2 separate regions of the Callithrix jacchus genome follow, and region 1 is linked to region 2. A link is a contact called in public Hi-C data. All regions are on one chromosome and are shown on one strand. The core of a region is the stretch at or near the end of the contact, and the rest is flanking DNA. Distances in the headings are between cores, read along the strand shown. Region 1 holds the start of DAPK2 (death associated protein kinase 2). Region 2 overlaps DAPK2 (death associated protein kinase 2).

Region 1 (6,754 bases), core at 2,876-5,375, 130 kb after region 2:
GCCCCAGTTCCCAGCAAAATGATAAGCCTCTGCCTTGGGCTCTACATCCTGTGTGGCCAGGGGGTAGGGGGCAGGTGAGCCCCCTAGGGACAAACTACGCCCACCAGTTAGGCTTTAACTCACCTTTCCAGCCTTTGCCCCCTCCCTCACATATCCTATATTCTAGCCCAAGTTAACCTGTCCCAGTCCCCTAAAACTTTCACCCTTGCTATGTCTTGGCTGAAGTGGGGCCCCTGCCTTGAGAGGCCCACGTGGAAAGTCCTGGAGAATGGACAAAACTGCCCACTTCCCACAAGACCCAGCCAAATGCTGCTATCTCTGTGTGGCTTCGTGATCCTTGCTCTCCCAAAAACAGATGACAATTCTCCCCTTCTTTAAGTTCCCCAAGAGTGCTCTTCATACATTTTTAGGGTTAGAGTTAATCACATTCTGGCTCGTGTCATAATCTATGTCTATGTCTAACACAGATGGGGAGAAGAGATTTAGTCATCACATAGGCCTGGGTTCCAATCCCAGCTCTGTCACTTACTGGCACATTGTGCTCAGCTGAGCACAGGATAACTCTTCTGAGCTTCACATCCCTTCCCCGGAAAATGAACCGAAGATAATGTCTAGTGCTGGTGAGTATGTGCAGCAACTAGAGCTCTCAAACACTGCCAGGAGGGGTACTCACTGGGACCACCACTTTGGAAAACTGTTGGGGAATTTCTTTGGACATACCTAAGAGAAACATGTTTTCCCAAATGATCCATGTTATAATGGTCACTGCAATGCTATTAGTAATAACTAAAAATTGGAAACAACCAAATGGTTATCAATAGAAGACTGGATATACAAATTGAGGCACTATACACCCACACAATGGAATCATTATACAGCAGTGAGAATTACCAAACTACTTTTACCTGCAACAACAAGGTCGAATCTCACAAACATAATGTTGAATGAAAGTAGCCAGACAGTGGCCGGGCGCAGTGGCTCACGCCTATAATCCCAGCACTTTGGGAGGCCGAGGCGGGTGGATCACGAGGTCAAGAGATCGAGACCATCCTGGTCAACGAGGTGAAACCCCGTCTCTACTAAAAATACAAAAATTGGCTGGGCATGGTGGTGCGCACCTGTAGTCCTAGCGACTTGGGAGGCTGAGGCAGAAGAATTGCTTGAACCCAGAAGGCGGAGGTTGCAGTGAGCCTAGATCGTGCCATTGCACTCCAGTCTGGGTAACAAGAGCAAAACTCCATCTCAAAAAAAAAAAAAGAAAGTAGCCAGACACAAAAACTGCGTACTGTGTGATCCCATGTAGGTAAAATTAATAAATAGTGCTAAACGTCAGAAGAGTGGTTATCCCCTCACTCAGGGGAGAGCTGGAAGGGGAGCTTCTGAGGCTTCAGAGTGCCGGCAATGTTGTTTCCTGATCTGGATAGTAGTTAGAGGGATATACGGGATGTATGCTTATTTTGTATGCAATCAAAATTTCACTTATTTTTTTAATGAGACTAATGTGAAACAAATGAGATAATAACCTATGTATAATGTTTTAAATGGTCCCTGGATGGTGTGAATTCCTTCCCTCCTCCCTGTGTCTTAGAGCCCCATAAGGGTAAGAATTGTGGCATTCTCACCTCTGTCCCCTTGTCGTAGGCTAGTATACAGCAGGCACTCCCTAAGTTTTGGCTGATTTGAATTTAGTGCTCCAGCCTCCTTTCTCAAGGCCGCTGCTCAGATGCTCATTAGGTAAAACAACTGATCGCCACTTCAAGCGCTTTCATAACACCCCTCCCAAGGCGAATTTGCATTTTACCAGTTTAGATACAAACTAAAGGAGAGAAACTGAGGTGGAATTACAGTCACCAACTAGGACCCAAAGAAGGACCCAGAAGCACAGGGACCTTTCCAGCCTAAAAAGCTAAAACCACATGGCAGAGGGGAGGGACTTACAACTTTTGGCCAGAGGCACAGGCCATCAGCTCCAGATGCTCCCAGGATGATATCCTCCTTAATGCCCACATTTCTCCTGATGGAGTCCTTGGAATTCACATTCCTGTCTACAATTCTAATACCAGGCAACACTTCAGGAGCTGACACAGATTTCCTAGAACCCCACAGAAAGAGATCTCACAGATCATCTATTTAGGGATTTCTAGACCTGCTTCAGGATCACCAGGGTGAGAAGGGGAGGCCAGAGCAGCTCCATGTTATTCATACTATATGTTGGGGTTCTGGGTAAGAATACACTGTGAAACAGAAGTTTGAAAAACACTGCTATCTAGTCTAACCCACTTGTTTTCACAAGAGAAAACTGAGATTCAGACAGGGGAAGGGACTTGCTGAACATCACACGGCTGACCCATCCAGCTCCTCTTCCCAGGCCTTCTTCTGTTAACAGCCACCCCAACCTCTCCAAGATGGCACTGGGTTTGGTGAAGTCAGTGGCCTCCTGAGGGACAAGCTAGGAGGAGGTGTCCAGGGTTGGAAGATCATGTCATAGGAAACTCTCAATACTCACGAAGCCCTCTTACCTACTGACCCATCTCACTCTGCAAAGTGAACTCTATCAGTTCCTCACCCCACCTCACCCAGTGCAAGTGAGTGAAACAAGACCACAGCAAGAGGGCAGGCAGTGGTTGGGCCGAACACGCACAACTGTCTCATCACACCCGCCCCCATTAGCAGTCATTGCAACCAGGCTCTGGAGAGGCTGCCCACAGAAGGGAGGGGGCTCCGTTGTTACAGGGCCCCTCTCTACATTCCGGGCTCTGACCCATCATGGTCTCTGATAAGGAAGCTGAGGCCCGCAGAAGGTCAGCCACCTGCATAAGTTGACGCAAGAAAAACTTGGTGTCTCTGGCAAAGGTCCAGCTCCCTTGGGAAGCCTGCTTGTTCACCCCACAGCTAACAATTTGGGAGGCCGCAGGGAAGTGGACAGGGCTGGTGCAGGTCGCATTCCCGCAACCAGAAACTTACCTCCAAGCCACATCCACACACCCCTAAGCCCCCTGCCCAAGTCTCCTCAGAAGCTGCTGAATTATCCGTGGTGCCATCGACATGAGTGGTTTGGGGAAGAACAGGGCTCTGACGTTAGCTGTGAAGAGGCCAAGGAGCCAGAGTCTCTCAGTCGACAGGATTCTCCCAGGAATACCTTACACAGAGGCAGTTGGGAAACACAGTGTCGACAACCAGAGTGCCTGCCCTCCACCTGGGATTTCGGGGTACAAGATGTCAGGCACTGCCCCTGCACTTGCCCCCCAAGCCTTCCCACCTGCCTCTGTGGGAGCCAGCTATGGTGTCCTCTACTCCGGTATGCACCGCTACCTTACCATTACCTGCACGGCCTCAACGAAGCTCACCTCTCTGAGGCTCGTTTTCTATTTTGTAAAGTAAGAATACCAATTTCCACCATGCGGAGCTATGGTGAGGGTTGGCCAGGCCGATGCAGGCCTTGAGACCTCCACAACGCCTGGCCCAGCGTCCTAGTCAACTGTTGGGACCCAACCTGCAGCACACCTCCTGGCCGTCCCGGGGCCCACCCTAGCTCTACCCCAGTTTGGGGCACCTGACGGGGGGACCACACCTTCATTCGGCCCCACAGGAGGCTCAGACATCTGAGCACCCTCCTCCCATCACCTCCTCATGCCAGGCGGCCGCAGGAGGTGAGAGAGGAGGCCCAAGCTGAGAAGACTTGGCCGGGAGCCGGGCGTGCTCTGCCCGTTACAAGGGGCCTCACTTGATGGATGTCTGTCTCCCATCTCCCTGGGGTGCTTGGCTCTGCCCGCCGCCCCCACCCTGTCTCCCGGGCCAAAGTGCCAGGCTCCAGAGGGCGCCCCGGGGCAGTGGCGGGCAGCTCCCGCGCTCAGGTGCCGGCCACAATGCCCCGGGCCACGGCGTCAGGCACCGGAGCGGCGGGCCCGGGATCTGCGAGCGAGTGCCCCGGATCTCTTTGCCCCGCCAGCCCCAGCTTCGGGTGCTGCCGCCGTCGGGCCACAGCCCGGTCCCGCCCGTCGAGCCCGCAGACGGGCGCTACTCACGGCGGGAGGCTGCGCTGCGGCGGGCACTGGGGACTCGGCTGGGCCGGCCGTCCTCTCCTCCTTGAGCGCCCGGCGCCCGCCAGCCGAGCAGCCGAGGAGCCGAGAGGGCGGAGCGGCCAGCCCCGTCCCAGGCGCCGGCTGGAGGCGCGCCCAGCTGCCCCGGACGGAGCTCGGGGCGCCCCCTGCTGGAGCCTCCTCCGGACCTCGCCGGGGCCAGGGCCCAAAGCCTCCCCGCCAGGTGGGGGACACCTCAGGGCTTCGAGGAACCGGGGCGAGCGGGGAGGGCCGGTGCCGAGACCCTCCGCGCGTCCCTACCGGGTCTGACGCGCACATCCTGTGTGGCCTCGGGCAAGTCGGCTACACTCTCCGGGCCTTATCTGGAAATAGAATTGAATGAGCTCACACGTGTGATAGGGTCCCGCACAATCCTCAGAAAACGGCACTTGCGTGCTCCTCTCCCCAGCACACACCGCGAGCCAGGAAGCCCCACTGGGCCGCCTCCTCCCTGCCAGCCAGAGCGCTCCCTGCACCGCAGACTCTAGGGCCTCACGTCCACGGCGCACAGCAGGGTGGCGGCTGCGATGAGAAGGGCCGCTCTGCTCCTCACTGCCCCCCACCCAGCCTGGGAGCGGCCCGCCCTCCTTTGCCCTTTGTCCTGGCACGGTTGGTGAGTGAAGCCCCCATCTCGCCATCACGCCTTCTCTAATAGAGGACTTGGGAGTGGATTCGTCCTCTCTGCCCTCTGCTAAAAAGTCCTGGAGGAAAAAAGGAAGGAGAGTGAGGGGTGAAGGGAGAAAGGAAGGACGCGGACGCGGAAAACAGAACTTAAGTCAGGTTCATTCGCCTTATTTCAAAACAAGAGGCCTAGAGGAAGCAAATGAAGACCCCACCCTCCTTCCCAGAATTTCCATTCGCTAAGTCACCCACGGAGCTCCTCAAAAGGGCCTGTAATTCAGTCCTACCACCAGGTTCAAAGCCCTGCCCTGCCACTCTGTATGTGTGTTCTTGGGCATGGCTGTTCATCAATAAAGTGGGAGGAACTCTCCTTCAGTAGCTGCTCATGAAGCTCGGGTGGGCTGAGATGAGATGGAGTGTGTAAGATGCACCTAGAGGACCTCTACCAGTGTGAGCACACACACACTCTTCAGCCTTTTGGACAATGGGACAAATACAGATGGACCCCACCACCCAGCTGAGCAGTGCCTTGGCATCCAGGACATCCTCGAGAAAGAGTTCCTTGTTTATAAACTGCATCATAATCCAGGACAGTGCAGTCTGTGCGCCTCCTCTCCTACGAGCACCATGATACACAGACATCCAAGACTTGGACACCCACTAGGGGAAGGACACCCACTGGTGAAGTTTCACCAACATGAGGAGTCCCCTGCCAAACTATCCCTAAACACATCTTCCTCCATTTCCACTTACCTATCACTGGTGACAAACCATTACCACCAGCCTTGGTGGCACAGGACAACAGTTTCATTATGTTCATGCATTCTGAGGGACAGAAGTTGAGACAGCACAGTGTGTATGACTTATTTCTGCCCTGCAGTGTCTGGGATTTCAACTGGGAGCACCTGAATAGTTGGGGGTTTGAATCATCTGGAGGCTTCTCCATTCCCATACCTGGTAATGAAGCCAAGGCTGGGCTCCGCTGACCCTGCTGATTACCTACATGTGGCCTCTCCATCTCTGTCCCTCAAGCCTCATGCTTAATATCTCATTTTCAGCAGCAGCCCCTTGCATGAGTCAAAAGAGACCTTCTTGGGTTTAGCAATTGACAAATCAGTCATTGTCCATCAACCCTAGATTCTCAGTCTGGTGCTCCTTTCACTGTACTTGCCAAAATACAACTACCTTGGGAGGTACCATCTGGAGATACATCTCATGCTTGAGGTTGAGTGGGTTCATCGGACCCTCACCTGATGGCAGCGACAGGGCACTGAACACAGGACCAAGGTGGCCATCAGTAGAAAAGGGGCGGCCCCAAGGACAGTGGCAAAGAAGACACCAACTCCAGAACGAAGCCAGGGGCAGTCCGGGTCTTAAGAGCTAAGAATTATGCAACTCAGCTCCAGTTTTTGCATGGTTCCCACGGCTGACCAAATCAAGTATAAATGCCTCACCCTAGCATGTAAGGCTCTAACCTGCATTTTCCTGCTGTGTCTGCACATTCTCTTCCCTCCTCTGCATGCACATCCAGCCCTTTTGTCAGGTTGGATTACTGGCAGTTCCTGCCTCCATGATTTGTTTGTTTCCACTACCACACCCCTCATCCCATTCTACAAAATCTTATCTATGATCTAAGGGCCTTCTAAAGTATCGTGTCTTCCGCAGAAAACTTCCCTGATCTGCCTACTAAATACCTCTCTCCTTCGATCCCCACCACTCCTGGTTGGTACCTCTCTCGTCATCCTCCTTCCTCTATTTTAATTGTGATTAGTGTCTACTTCTCTTTTTCTCAAGGACAAGTACAATGTCTCGTCCATCTTTGAACCCATATGGTGCTTGATATCCTAAACCCAGTAAAGGTTTGTTAAGCTGAGTTAAGGAAGGTAAATATCACAAGATAAGGGACCATAGCTGTCTTGTTTTCTGTTGTCCCCCAGGAGCACCCAAATACCTGGCACTTACTTCAGGTGCTTCACTTCTAGGGAGGTGTCATTATCTTCTTTTACAGAAGATGAAACTGAGGCTTGGGAAAGTTGATTTGCCCAGACTTATCC
Region 2 (6,476 bases), core at 1,282-3,781:
AAAAGAGTATAATACTGTATATTGTTCTCCAGGTTACGTTTTCATTGAACACTGTATTTCTCCAGGAAAAGTAGAGAATAATGTCGATTTGAAGGTAGACAAAACTGGGCTGGAATCCAGATTCTAAGTGTGACTTAGATCTGTGATACAGATCCAGCTGTGTGACTGCATGCAAATTTCCTAACACCACTGAATCTCAGCTGTATCCTACAAATGGGGCTCTCATTTCCCTTACAAGATTAGGAAGAGGATTAAACGAAATGGATGCAACATGTTCCTATTGCAGAGCAGATTTCAAAAACCTATGGTGGGCTTCCTTTTTTTTTCTTCTACTTTTCCTCTACCTTAGGGGTGGAAGATCACTAATCCATAGAGGAAAAAATACTTTAAAAATTATTATTATTTTTAGATGGGGTCTCACTATGTTGCCCAGGCTGGAGTGCGGTGGCTATTTACAGGCACAATCCCACTACTGATCAGCACGGGAGTTTTGACCTGCTCCGTTTCCGACCTGGGCCGGTTCACCCCTCCTGAGGCAACCTGGTGGTCCCCCGTTCCCGGGAGGTCACCATATTGATGCTGAACTTAGTGCGGATATCCAATTGGCACAGGGCACTATAGCCCAGAACTCCTGGGTTCAAGCGATCCTCCCACCTCAGCCTCCCGAGGATCTGGTACTACAGGCACGCGCCACCATGCCTGGCTAAAAAAAATTATTTCTCCTTAGCGAATATAATCAACTGCTTTTGGATTAAGAACTAGAACATGAATTCAATAAGTAAATAAAATATTAAAATATATACTTCAGCTGTATATTATGAATTGCTAATGGGCGAAGGGGGAGAGAAAAAGAGAAGCAGTGGGCGAGGGGGAAAAAAGGAGAGAAACTGTTAATGGGAGCTCACCAACAGTGTGTCTGCTTTTTAAAATGTCAATAACCATTGTTCACAGATCTTCAGCTGCTCAATTTCTACACCTATTAACGTTTGCTTAGAATGGTATCCTCTCAGCAGACCACCAAGGAAGATATCCTTTGGGGTGCAGCAACAGTGAACAGAACAATGTCAAGTTGGGGACTTGAGGGAAAGAAAGTTTTACATTCCAGTGCCACATAAAATTCCCTGTAAGATACGCGTTCTCAAGTTAGCTCTTTCACGAGTACTTACTTTGTCTGTAGAGTCCAGGGCCTGACTTTTCTTTCACAGAGATTTTGTAGTTCACTATTTTTTTTTGAGGCGGAGTCTCTCTCTGTCGATAGGCTGGAGTGCGGTGGTGTGATCTCAGCTCACTGCAACCTCCGCCTGCCAGGTTCAAATGATTATCCTGCCTCAGCCGCCTGAGTAGCTGGGACTACAGGTGCCCGCCATCACCTGGTTAATTTTTTTTTTTTTTTTTTTGAGACGGAGTTTCGCTCTTGTTACCTAGGCTGGAATGCAGTGGCACGATCTCGGCTCACCGCAACCTCCGCCTCCTGGGTTCAGGCAATTCTCCTGCCTCAGCCTCCTGAGTAGCTGGGATTACAGGCACGCGCCACCATGCCCAGCTAATTTTTTGTATTTTTAGTAGTGGCGGGGTTTCACCTCGTTGACCAGGATGGTCTTGATCTCTTGACCTTGTGATCCACCCGCCTCGGCCTCCCAAAGTGCTGGGATTACAGGCATGAGCCATGGTGCCCTGCCTGTATTTCACCTCTTACAGTACAGCCTTCAATTTCTTCCAAAATAAGGTTTTCAGCCAATAAATATACGAAGAGAAAAGGCAAATGCAATCTAAGATCTGGAGTCAGGAAAGCCAGCACACGAAATTCATCAAAATGCAGTGCACTAAAATATTTATATGGGTATTTGTGAAATAGTAATGCAGCATCCAACACACACATAAGCACACACTCTGGGGCAGGGCACCTCCGGTCTGGAAGAACTGCATTTGAACTGCATGGCTTTCATCACTGGAATGTTCCACTTGCCTCAGAGAACACTGTGGTCTCTTTCAGCCCTGAAAGTGTCAGCTGGCCAACACATCCTTCTACAGAGCCAACAGAACACATGTGGTGCCCTGGGTCAGCTGCTGCCCTTATCCTCATACCTTGCAGGCAGCAGCTGTCTGATAGCAGAGAGGCTACAGGGACTGGGTCCCTGTTGGGGAGGGGCATGGGTACCTAGTTTCTGGCTGCTGGTCCTCAAAGTCATTCTGAAAGGATTGTGCATCCTCCATGGCCCCCCTCTGCCCACTGCCTGGCCCTGTGCTTCCCAAAGGGCTTCTGGGAAACACAACAGGTGGATCCAACACCAAAATGCTGGGCTAAGAGGACTCAGTCAGCAGGGCTTTATAGAACCTGGATGAGAGGAGAGCCAGAAGGAGATACGGGCATGATGGAGTCGTGGATTCCCAGCGCTTAGAGAACATGGACCCCTTTAGAACAGGGTCTGGGTGTCTGTCCTGTTCTGTTCCAACCCAGCTTCTAGAACAGTGCCAAGCATACAGTGGGAGCCCAATAAATGCTGGTTCCCTGACTGCCTTGCAGCCTATGGGGGTGGGCAGCTGAGATGCCCCCACCCAAGGGCAGTGTCCTTTGCTGTGAAAGACGGGCAGAAGCAAGTGTGTCAATTTCTTCCATTTCCAAGAATGAAGGATGAGGCAGGCAACAGTAAAGAATGGATGAGGCTTGTTAACAATGAGGCAAAGCGAATGGTCCATCCTCTCCGGAAAGGTCCACCACAGTTTATCAGCTGAATGAATGAGCACTGTTACTAGGGGCCAGAACGTCTGCGCTTTCATCAGATATTTTCACAAATTCATTGTGTGACGCTCTAGTCACTTCCTCTCTCTGGCATCAGTTTCCTCTTCAGTGAAACATAGCGGGTGGGCTAGAGAAGCTGCGAAAGGCTAACTCTCTGGTCATGACGGGTTTGTCGAAGGTCTTCACTGCTCTCCTTCCTAGCAGGAGGGCAGCCCTCCTCTTACCATAACTGACTTCCTAGGAGCTCCCAGTGAACCCTGTTCCAGAACATGCCCTTCTGATTTATGTAACCAGCCATAGCCAAGAGCCCCTCACAGGCCCAGGGCCCCTGCCCACCGTCAGCAGTTCTTGGCCTCGGTTATTCTCCCAGGGTAGAGGGAGGCACAGGGCTGTTTCTGTCTGAGATCTGGGGAAGAAGTCCAGGTCAGCTGCTAAGCATTCTGCAACCAGCTTGAGGGACCACTCCATTTTTGGCTGGATGCTTTTCTGAAACTTGCCTTGCTGTTCCTGTGGGGCCATTTTGCTCTGGACCGATCGATTGGTTGCTGACAAAGGGAACTGGGATCTCTTTCCCCAGCATCCTTTCCTTTTTTTTTCAGATGGAGTCTTGCTCTGTCACTAGGCTGGAGAGCAGTGGCATGATCTCAGCTCACTGAAACCTCCATCTCCTGGGTTCACGCGATTCTCCTGCCTCTGCCTCCCAAGTAGCTGGGATTACAGGTGCATGCCACTACACCTGGCTGATTCTGTATTTTTAGTAGAAATGTTGGCCATGATGGTCTAGATCTCCTGATCTTGTGTTCCACCCGCCTCGGCCTCCCGAATTGCTAGGATTACAGGAATGAGCCACAGCACCCACCCTACCCTTTTCTTTGAATAATATTTTCCCCTCTCTCTCCTTCCTGGCTCACTTCCTCAGCTCAGTTTCCTCACCTTCCAAAACTTCTCTCCTTTCCTGTCAACCTCTTCCCATGTACTTTCCCAACCTCCTGGCCTTGCCCTGACTCTGTTTCTGACTCCCACGGGTCATCTCTTGAGTTCTGGTCAGCGACACTATTCCTTTGGCCTCAAAAGCAGAGCCCACATTTCGATGCCGTTGAGTGAGCTTCCCTTGCTCTCTTCACCGGAGAAGACAGATCTTCCATCTCTTTTTCCTCTCCCTTCTCCCTGTGGCTGCTTCTTTGCCCTTCTCCGCCCACATTGTTAGGAATTCTCCTGCCCCCATCTTGCCTGTACTTGGCAGGTGTCCATTTTGGTAGGGCCACCATAACAAAGTACCACAGACTGGGTGGCTTAAAAGACAGAAGTTTATTTTCTTACAATTTTGGAGGCCAGAGTCTAAGACTGAGGTGTCTGCAGGGCTGATTTCCTCCGAGCCCCTCCTCGGTTTGTTGATGGCTATTCCCCCTCCCTACTCCTGGGCTCTCATGTGGTCCCTCCTGCGTGTCCTAATCCCCACTTCTTATAAGGACACCAATTATATTGCATCGGGCCCTACCCCAGTGAGCTCGTTTTAATTTAATTCCCTCTCTAGAGACCCTATCTCCAAATACAGTGATATTCTGTGGTACCGAGGGTTGAGACTTCAACATACGAACTGTGGGGAGACACACTCAGCCCCTAACAGCAGGAGTGGTGGCAGTGGTGGCAGAGGGAGCACAGCAATGCTCGTCTCTGGAAATTTTTTTTTTTTTTTTTTTTACATAGTCTCACTCCTTCACCCAGGCTGGAGTGCAGTGGTGTGATGCCGGCACCCTGCAGCCTCGACCTTCTGGGCTCAAGCAGTGCTCCCGCCTCATCCCCCGGAGTAGCTGGGATGCCAGGTGCCTGTAAACCATACTCGGCCAATAGTTTGTATTTTTTGTAGAGACTGGGTTTTGCCATGTTGCCTAGGCTGGTCTCCAAGCGATTCCCCTGCCTCGAACTCCCAAAGCGCAGGGATTACAGGCGTGAGCCACCACGCCCAGTCACTGGGTGGATTCTCCTGGACTGGACACCTTCCCGTTAGGGAAGCAAGGAGGAGGCAGGCCCACTGCAGGCCTGTGGGGATGGTTCAGTAGGACTTTCTGAGGTTCTGCCCACTCAGCACCCCACTGGGTGCCCCTCCAGAATCACAGGCACACCGGCTCAAGGAAATCAGATGGGTAGCCCTAAAAGAAGCCAAGCCTCAGGTAAACCAGAAGTTTAATAAAAATGAACAAAATTACAACATGGCAGGCCAGCAATGGGCTGCTTTAGAAGGTCTGATGTGTTGGTCAGCCTGACGTCCTGCTCCTGTGGTTCTGGGAGGTCACAGGATTGGTCCCTCACATACGAGGTTCACTTTCCTCAGTTACCCTGTTCCCACTGGGGAGGACTCTGTCTTCCTGGTGTAATTTTTGGCCCGGCTGGTTCTGAACCCCCTCACCCTGTGAGGAAGACTGCCTGGGTCTGACCTTTACCCCACGACAATGGTGATGTCCTTTATATTGTTTCCCTAAGTCCACACCCCCACCCCAGGGTCTGAGGATGGCAGACAGAGGAAAGCCCATTTTATGGAAAATTAAGAGCTTTGGGAATGCCTGAGCCTCCTCCATAGGAGACAGCCACAGCTCCCAGGGTCTCTGGGCTCGCCTGCAAGCTCTTCTGAATTCTGTGGGTCCGTCTCTCTTTCGAAGTGCTCAGGACACACAGGTGCTGGTGATGAGCTGGGTCCACAAGTCTGCACAGAAGGGAACCCCGCTGGGCCCAGACCTCCCTGGCGGCCACTGCAGGCGGGGCCAGTTAGGAGGTGCTGCTCCTCCTCCTCGGGTGGAGGGCTTTCCTCCTGGCGATGTCCTCCTCGGTGTCACTCTCACAGTTCCTCTGGAGGAAAAAGTAAGAAAGAGATCCCGGGCAGGAGGATCATGAGATGCCAGGAATGGGGCTGTACTGGGCAACCTGGATTGATTCACCTTGGCCAGGGGCCTGCAAGCCAAGGAGGTGAGTGGTAAAAGCACGCCTGTTGCTACAGTCGGGCTGGGGGAGGGGAGGGACCTGAAATGAGGCCAGACCAACTGCCTCAAGGAAGGACACTCCCAAGAGGAGGGACAGCAGCAGGGCATCTAAGGGAAACCAGACATCAGGAGAGGCCAAATTATAATAAAGAAAATTACATCTAGTGCCCCTTGTGGCTACCACATAATCAAGGCCACTTGGCTGGGTGGTCTGTGGCTGCTGGGTCTCCTGAGCTCAGTCTGAAGAGACTGGAGGATGGGCGTGAGCCACAGGGTCCTCCCCATGCTCTGACAGCCACCATCCCATGCCCCTTCTTCGATGGGCTGCACCTTCAGCTGTCTTGCCATGCAGTTCTTCCGGGGAAATGACTTCTGAGCTCCATTTTTATGAAAGAGGAAATGAGTATAAAGTACCATCTGTCAGCTCCTACATGGCAAACCAGAGCTGAGGCAGTCACCCCGAGGCCACCATGTCTTTTCTTCTAAGTCATGATGATTTAATGTAATATTTAAATTATTAAAAGAAGTACTAATCCACAATGACTTCAGTCCTAAAATATCTGTTGTCAGATGTTTAATTCTAATACCTCCTAAACAAAAGGACCTATCACACTACTCTTCTTTTTTGTTTTTTTGAGATGGAGTTTCGCTCTTGTTGCCCAGGCTGGAGTGCGATAGTGGGATCTCGGCTCACCGAAACCTCTGCCTCCCGGGTTCAAGAGAGACTCCTGCCTCAGCCTCCCAAGTAGCTGGGTTACAGG

What was found. A called contact is a pair of places that touch in the nucleus more often than the background predicts.
Region 1: a Hi-C map of skeletal muscle shows a contact between it and region 2, with 4 times the contacts expected there. The contact joins the promoter of DAPK2 here to the enhancer-like site in region 2. A contact is called at or near these places in 2 of 3 Hi-C or Micro-C datasets (induced pluripotent stem cells and skeletal muscle).

The regions. Positions count from the first base shown.
Region 1 is chr8:10,859,186-10,865,939 of calJac240_pri, forward strand. DAPK2 (death associated protein kinase 2) reads right to left here and starts at 4,126. Exons shown (of 12, transcript XM_054240447.2): 1 at 4,026-4,126.
Region 2 is chr8:10,728,035-10,734,510 of calJac240_pri, forward strand. The region is part of intron 11 of DAPK2 (death associated protein kinase 2); the gene reads right to left. Among named protein-coding and RNA genes, the nearest start is that of HERC1, 77 kb to the left of the region's middle. Within about 2 kb of position 2,532, at least 2 of the 16 cell types and tissues checked have an H3K27ac peak or open chromatin away from gene starts, as enhancers often do. A contact at or near this core is called in skeletal muscle, where this site is marked.